Regions from separate parts of the Oryza sativa genome. Here region 2 is linked to region 1. Evidence: chromatin contacts called from public HiCAR-type data. All regions are on one chromosome and are shown on one strand. Each heading gives the region's core, a stretch centred on a gene start, on an enhancer-like site or on the middle of the called end of the contact. The rest is flanking DNA. Distances are from core to core; before and after follow the strand shown.

Region 1 (3,788 bases), core at 605-3,104:
TGGAAAGTTCCTATGCGGCAGCTATGTTTGAAGCATACCCTAAACAGTTTTGAAACCTTCAATCGCACCATGATGCATGATTTTTGGCCTTCTGCCCTTCTCCTTTGCCTTCCAAATGCATAGGCTGGAGTAATTGATTGTGAAAAAGGAATTGAAGTAGATGATTGTCATCACATGATATGGTGAGAACATTTCACTTTCAGCTATTATCACCTCAATCCTTGGTATCCAAAATTCCACATCAAGTCATACATACTTACCTAGCTATCTGCCTACTGAGATACGGCCGCTGGCCCACTACCTTAGCCTACAGAGGAAGAGCCTCCCCAACATTCATCGCCAAACACTGAGCCATCAGGTTGCATGTCCAGGAATGAGGGGTTTATGCACATCATTGTCAGAAAAAGAGAGTTGTGAAATTCAGGGGCACAAATTAAAAATTTGCGCACATATTACAAGCTGTGCAAAACGTCAACAGCTGGAGATTCCCCCATCTCCCTGGTGACTTGGTACAATAATTGTCCAAGTTGGGTTCTTTTACTATTGACCTTTTCCTGTTACCATCAACCCTAATATTGTACTGAAGGGCTCTAAACTGGTGAACAAAAGTTGTGTGCCTTTATCCTCTTTCAATTGCTTCATGCAATGCAAAAACTGATACTGGAGATTGAATGCCACAGCATCGATGCCAAATTATGTTAAAAATAGTAAAGCTTCATGCCATAGGGCTTGCTGCAGTACATCTAGTCACTTCACTTGACTTACTTTTTACTTCAATGGCATGGTAATATAGCTCCGTGGAGTCACTTTAATCCATAAATTACTCATTCGATTCAGTTTTGGGACCCAGTTTCTTGTCATGACAACTGATACACAACCGAGAGATTGTTCATGGTACACTATGCATTGGATCTATGGTTTAACTATGGTTGTTCTCAGTCTCGTGCATTTGCACGTAGGGTCAAAAAGTGACAGGTTGTCGGTCACCTTTGTTGGCCCGTGTATCATTCACTCATTTTTAATGGAAACTATTGTGCAGCTGGAGTATTTTTCTTCCTTTTTGGTGGGTGTCCACGAATATCTTAGGTTCTTGATAGAGCCTATCAGCCTACGAAATATCTTCAGTCATCTTTTCCTCTCTTTTTTTTCCCTGATTTCTTGTTGATTAGAGGGCTATTTGATGAGTGCTAGTTGTGATAGGTAAAATCAATTCAAAATAAGATTAGAATCTGAATAGGTTAAGCATTCTCCCATTTGATCCATGCATGGGTACCTTATGAGTTCTCATGATTCAGGTATTTAATGACTTTTACCTTTGGTAAAGGAGACCAGAGCAAGTGAACTCTGAAATATATTTATCTCTCTGTGCTTTGTCATATGTCTTCTTTTACACTTCTGGACTAGATATTTCTGCGTGGTCCGAAATGTGCTTAGCCCTGTAATGTCAAAATTCTGGGGCATTACCATGAATCAAGTGGAGGAGTTGCAGCGCAAATTAGCTCATAGTAATTAAACATGTATATTACCGTACCACTACATGTATTTTTGTAGAACTAAAGAGGAGCCTTCATCTTTTTAATAGATGGAAACAGAAAATATCGAGAGAGAAACTTAAACCAAAGTTTTAGTTAGATAGCATTTATCAACAACTTGCTAAGTGGACTGAATAGATGAGAAGAAAACATTACACTGTTGTAATAACCTTATAAATCTAAAATGGAACAGAGCTGGAAATGGAACATGTTTGTATACTACAAGCACAACGTCTTAGTTTGGAAAAGAACAGAGCTGGGCCCCATGATGGCTGGAAAAGAACAGGGCTCTGTCAGCCTTGAAGAAAAGAGTACATCGAGGAGAGAATATTTCCTCTGGGAGATGGCAACAGGAGAATCAGTGTTAACCCTGCAACCAATATCCAGAGAATGTGGACCATTGTTTTTCATTTTGTAGGCCATGCTGAAGGGAACTGGGATCGTGGAATCTCCCAAACACCTACTAATACTGATGCTGCTGCTGTACTACATCATCAGGAATCAACTGGGGAAGGGAGGAATGCTAGTAACCAGATGGTAACTGCCAATACCTGGTTTTCTTATAAAGGTATGGACTTTATGTGATCCCATAGAATTGAACTGATTTGCAATTTGTTCGACCAATTATTATCAATTTTGAAGTGATATTTTAAAACGCGTGATATATTTCGCAACAAATGAGAACTTGACGATAAAATATGTGACCTGGTGCTTTCGACGACTCTTATTGAAAAAATTGCTGTTTTTGGCATAATTTTCAACTGACGTCAGTATGTCTAATCGAATCCCACGAGGTACGGTTAAGGTTGGATATTCAAAACTTTCATGATTCACGAATAATTTTCCACTTACTTGTGTACAACATGTGGCATGGTGGATTAGTGAGTTAACATGCAAACTAGCAGAAAAGAAAATGATCTGACCTACGAGTGACACATGCACATTGTTGAGCTTATAATGCATAAAGCATAGCACCACAAAAAGTGTGGAAGATCCTAGCCCCCCAAGTATCGTGGTGCTAATACCATCCTTGTCAGAATCCTGGTGTCAATTCCATCCCACTGGGAATCTTGAGAGATACTTTCAAAGTTTATTCTTTTCACACGGCAATATTGACAGCCATTTTGACTGTCACACTGGCCAAGATTGCAAAGCAGTGATACTAGCCAGTGTAAAATTTTTTGACCAAATTACAGTGCTAAAATGGGTGTACTGGTATCCATTTGATTCCCCATTCCAATGCCTTCATGGTTGCCATCAGAGATATCCTTGTTGTCACTGCACATGTGCTTTAATTATGAGAAAGAAACCAATGGCTGAACCATAGAACCCAATTCCATCCGAAAAGGATATGCGAAGAACGATCCCTACGTTTCTGCTTCCTTCAGTTTGTGCTGTCGTATTTATGATGGCTGCAGGTTTAAGTGGAATTCAATATGCGGGTTCAGATAGATGAGTGGGCACTTTGTAGAAAAAAATCACAATTTGACTACTGCACTCGTTTTATATTATTGCTATTTGTCCGCACAATTTCTCCCTGTTTTTCGGTTATAAAAGGTATAAAATAACAGCTGGTGATGAAATTGATTTTCTCCTGTTAACAAAACTATAGTTGCAATTAAAAAACTTGTAGGTAATGCAAGTAGTGTGTGTGCGTTTGTGTGTGTATATAGTAGTTAGGCCAATTGATCAAGCAAATATTGGTATAGTCAAAGATAAGGTGGTAAATCAGGGATAAGAAATCTGCTATTGTATGTAAACTTTTGGCTGTAGACAGTCTGTTGAAATGCTATTGCTAACGATTGGTTGTAAATGAAAGTTCAGCACTTTTTTAGAATTCAAAAACGCTTTGCTTACAATGAAATTACTCGATTTTTCACTGGTCTTACACAGGTCAAGAACTGCTGGTGTGTGACGCGTGTCACCACACGTTCTCTATCGCCCCTCTCTGGAACGGCTCCCCGCTGCTACAGCAAGTCCTGGGAATAGCAGCATGAAGAGGACAATCACTCGTGCCTCACGTTTAAATTGGCATGAGCAGCACCAATCCAGGCACCAGAAGCAGCCAGCGAGCTAGCAAACTCTCCATTGCAAACTTGTGAGCATGCAAGCATCTTCCATGGAGGCAAGCAATTGCTCCATTGCACTTGAAATCAGCCATGTTGCAACCCCAGGTTTACCTGTCCTGCTGCTTGGATCTTCACTGGCTCTGCTTGCTGTGTTTCTGGTATACTTCTATGCACCTTTCTGGAGCTT
Region 2 (3,806 bases), core at 782-3,281, 160 kb before region 1:
GCTGCCTTGTTCATTCATTAATCTTCACGTGATCAAAAATTTGTGGCTTGTATCACCTTCGATTCTTCTTAATCCTCCCGTAAACTGAAATGTGTATAACACACTTTTCTTTCTGTTAGCTGTAGCAAAGATATGAATACCATTCATGGACATTTTGGTTTCCAAGAAAAAATAAATCTGTAGCCGATCACACCCAGAAATTTGATTTTTAGCCATCTTCTGAGGAAGATTGGTTGGTGCCAACTGGAAGAAGGTGAGATAGAAGTTGCAGGTGCAGCTTCAGCTACTTCCTGGAGAACGCTGGTTTCTCTTTCACAGTGTTTGGTTTCGTTTGCCTGTTGTTAATTGCTTGTTCCTTTTTCAACCCCCTGCTGCTGTCACTCAACTCTTGAGCCTCCGTGCAAGTTGAGCTACGTTTACACTTTCCAGTTTACCCGGTGCTTTGCCTGTATGCGTCTGAGCTTTGGAATGAATTCGGATCAATCCAATGTTTTTCTGTCTTCTTCTTTTATCAGTTTGGGGACCCAGTAATTAATCTTTGACAGGCAATGTCATGTGAAGTTATTAGTTGTTCTTGACCTTGACGACGCTCCTGTTTGAACGCGGAAGCGTGTGACCTCGACACTTTGGCCCGGTTTTTCAACCGGGCTTATCTTCTTCTACCGATGTGATTCCAGTTAATAAGTTACTCCCTCCGTTTCGAAATGTTTGACACTGTTGACATTTTTAGTACGTGTTTGATTATTCGTCTTATTCAAAAAAATTTAAGTAATTATTTATTCTTGTTATATCATTTGATTCATTGTTAAATATACTTTCATATACACATATAGTTTTACATATTTCACAAACTTTTTTAAATAAGACGAACGGTCAAACATATACTTAAAAAGTCAACGGTGTCAAATATTTTGAAACAGAGGGAATATTATAGTAGAGGTCGCTAGGTGTACACTTTGCTGGCTGGCGTTTGTTGTGTCATCTTCTTCTCTGCAAAACTGTCATGTTGTTGGCAGTGGCGGCTGCACCCTCACTGTCATGTTGTTTGCTGGTTTTTTGGCGCCAACACTGTCTACTAGAAGGCCATCGCTACCGTGCAACTCTACCCCCCCTGTGCCACCTCATCCTTTTGGGTGAGCCACCGTCGCGTTCGCCATCGTCGTTATCCTTATCTTTCAGCTGGGGGCTCGCGAAGATCGATCGCAACCCTTCTCCTTCCATATTGTAGCTACCGTCGCATCGACCGTTTGTTAACCTGTTTGGTTCTTACTTCCGCCCACCGTTATTCTTCTTCTCACATGGTTTTCTGAACTGTAAATATAGTAAGGCTGTGTGTTTCTGTAGGTTGAGAGTTCATCTACTGCGTATTAAATGAATGCATGGTTCATTAGCGTGTGATTAATTAAGTATTAGCTATTTTTTTTAAAAAAAATGGATCAATATGATTTTTTAAACAACTTTCGTATAGAAACTTTTTTTAAAAAAAAAACGCACCGTTAAGCATTTTGAAAAGCGTGCGCGCGGAATACGAAAGAGAGGGGTTGGGAACACTGAGGAAAAGAACACAGCCTTAAGATGCACGCTCACTCCACAGTCCGCACCACACACATACATTGATGTGCACGTCGAACACATTATTTTTTTAATCTAAAAACTTGGAGGATCTACATTCACCATCGGTGTACGAGTAACGTACAGTCCAATAAAACGGGTCCTTGCGTACCTTTTGTATAACCAAGATCAACAAAAAAGTAGTTTGGGTAAAGTGGGGAAAACCGAAATGGGGAGCAACACAACTGCGATACAATCCCCCCTTCGCACATGGTTTTGTCAATACTATCATGGCATTTTCCTCTTCCTATTTCCCCTCTTGTCACTCTCGCCCTCGAACCCAATCTTAATCGACATTAACGCGCGTCAAGTTGGTCGCTATAAGACGAATTTGGAACACAAACAAATACTTTAAACATATAGGAGGTGATGGTACATTGAGTACTCACAAAGTCACAAGTCAAAACTCAAGTGAGAAAGCACACGAATTACTTCTAGCAATCACCCAAAGAATTTATATTGAAGGGAAAAAGAACGCAAGCACCCAATACCAAGCTGGTCAAGTGGGCCCCACTAGCCTCTGCTGGTGTGCTGCTGCCCCCGTATGGATAGAGTCAAATCCTCCAACGGCCCCCTTAATACAAGTGGCTCTCTACGTAATTAATGGCGTAGAGAATGTGTTGCTTGTACAGCTCCAAGACATGATTGGACATGATCTTGGGGCATCAAACGTCAAACCTTATGCTGATTACTACATAATCCCATCTAGAGTGCATACATTGCATCATAAATTATACTCTATCCTAAAATATACCAAAGATTTTAATTTTTATCACAGATATTAAGAAATAGATAAAAAAAAACTTGTTGCTTTCTCCGGATGGATGAGGTATATGTCTAGATTATTAGAGATAGTATAGATCGTTTAATGGTAAAAGTTATCTTTTACCTGTAATAAGCTGCTATATTTGAGATAAACTTTAAACTTTAGGATTTGTTATATTTTAGAACAGAGGAACTAGTATTCATGATCGTACTATTAACCGGTAAACGATTTGTTGTCCCCTCTAAATTGAACGGTTCAACATTCAAACAGTTCAATCCCCATCACGTCGATTGATCGGCGGCATCCAAATGCTGCTCAAATCCACTGTTCTTCCAGTGCACGCATCTGAATTCTGACCATTGATTCCTCACATGTCGTTTTGGGGGGTCCCGAATTCAATTCAATTCAGCTACTACTTGGAATTTGCCGGTTTGGAAAACAGAAATCGGAGATCGAATTTCGGCTTCTCCGTCGAGGCGCCGCTGGATTTGTCGAGTCTTTGAACCGCGTGGTTTGTTGTCGTTGTTGTTCTGTGACCCGGTCCCACCTCGGCTCTGACCGGTGGGGCCCCTGGCTGGCTGACGTGGGCCCACGCTGGCCTTTTTGGTCTAGAAACACAGTTCACTCACCGTACACCGTACGGTCGTGCCTCGTTGAAAAATATAGGAGAATGTAGCCGCCTCGATTGAAATTCTGAGATGCAATGGAGCCGTCTGGATTGAAATGCGTGATGCACAAGCGCTAGTTACATTTTGTGGTGGATCTTTTGTTTGGTTAAATTTTGCTCATGTGCTAATTTGGGGGCCACAAACTAAGCGTTCAGTTTTGTTTTGAACAAGCCTCCTGCGCACACTATCAAAGTGGTCCAAATAGACCCTTAGCTTCTAATCCACTCATTTAATATCACCATTTTATAAAAAAATATCACCCATAGAGTAGTTTTAACGAGTCGTTTTGCTGACATGGATTTGTTTTAAAACGGTTTTACAATCATATACCTGCGTTGTAGCACATGTAGCCTTCAGTGGATAGTAATTGGGATTGACGAAGTTACCATGATGCTAGAACTCTCTTCTCCCTCTCACCCATCGATGCGATACCAGACAAAAGCAGTGGCGTTAACGTGCCGCCGACAATTGTCAAACTCAATGGAAGCATCGACAATTGTGGTATAAGTTGAATATGATGACTGTAGCCACGGCAACAGCCAAGCTCTATCCAGCAATTGTTAAACTTGGCACCACTGACGTTTCTCCCCCATAGATGCCAGATGCCAGATTGTGTTCCTTTGTAAATCTAATGACGGGATCATACTTTTGCTTCCGTGCATATTCATTGGTTACAAGCTATGGCATACATATGAATTTTATGTCTGTATTCTGTTTTGTGAAACCATGTCTAAAACTTGTTGTTTCACCTTGCATTTCTT

Evidence for each region. HiCAR-type assays count read pairs that join an accessible place to other places.
Region 2: a HiCAR-type map of leaf shows a contact between it and region 1, with 3 times the contacts expected there. The contact joins two enhancer-like sites. A contact is called at or near these places in 1 of 15 Hi-C or Micro-C datasets (panicle) and 1 of 4 datasets of contacts at active chromatin or transcription factors (leaf).

Annotation. Positions count from the first base shown.
Region 1 is chr2:6,828,862-6,832,649 of ASM3414082v1, reverse strand. LOC4328761 (cytochrome P450 711A1) reads left to right here. Exons shown (of 7, transcript XM_066307323.1): 3 at 1,951-2,100; 4 at 3,426-3,788. The coding sequence starts at 3,637. Among protein-coding and RNA genes, the nearest start is that of LOC4328761, 3.9 kb to the left of the region's middle. Within about 2 kb of position 1,854, at least 6 of the 15 cell types and tissues checked have open chromatin away from gene starts, as enhancers often do. A contact at or near this core is called in leaf, where this site is marked.
Region 2 is chr2:6,984,771-6,988,576 of ASM3414082v1, reverse strand. No RefSeq gene overlaps it. Among protein-coding and RNA genes, the nearest start is that of LOC4328768, 5.6 kb to the right of the region's middle. Within about 2 kb of position 2,031, at least 14 of the 15 cell types and tissues checked have open chromatin away from gene starts, as enhancers often do. A contact at or near this core is called in leaf, where this site is marked.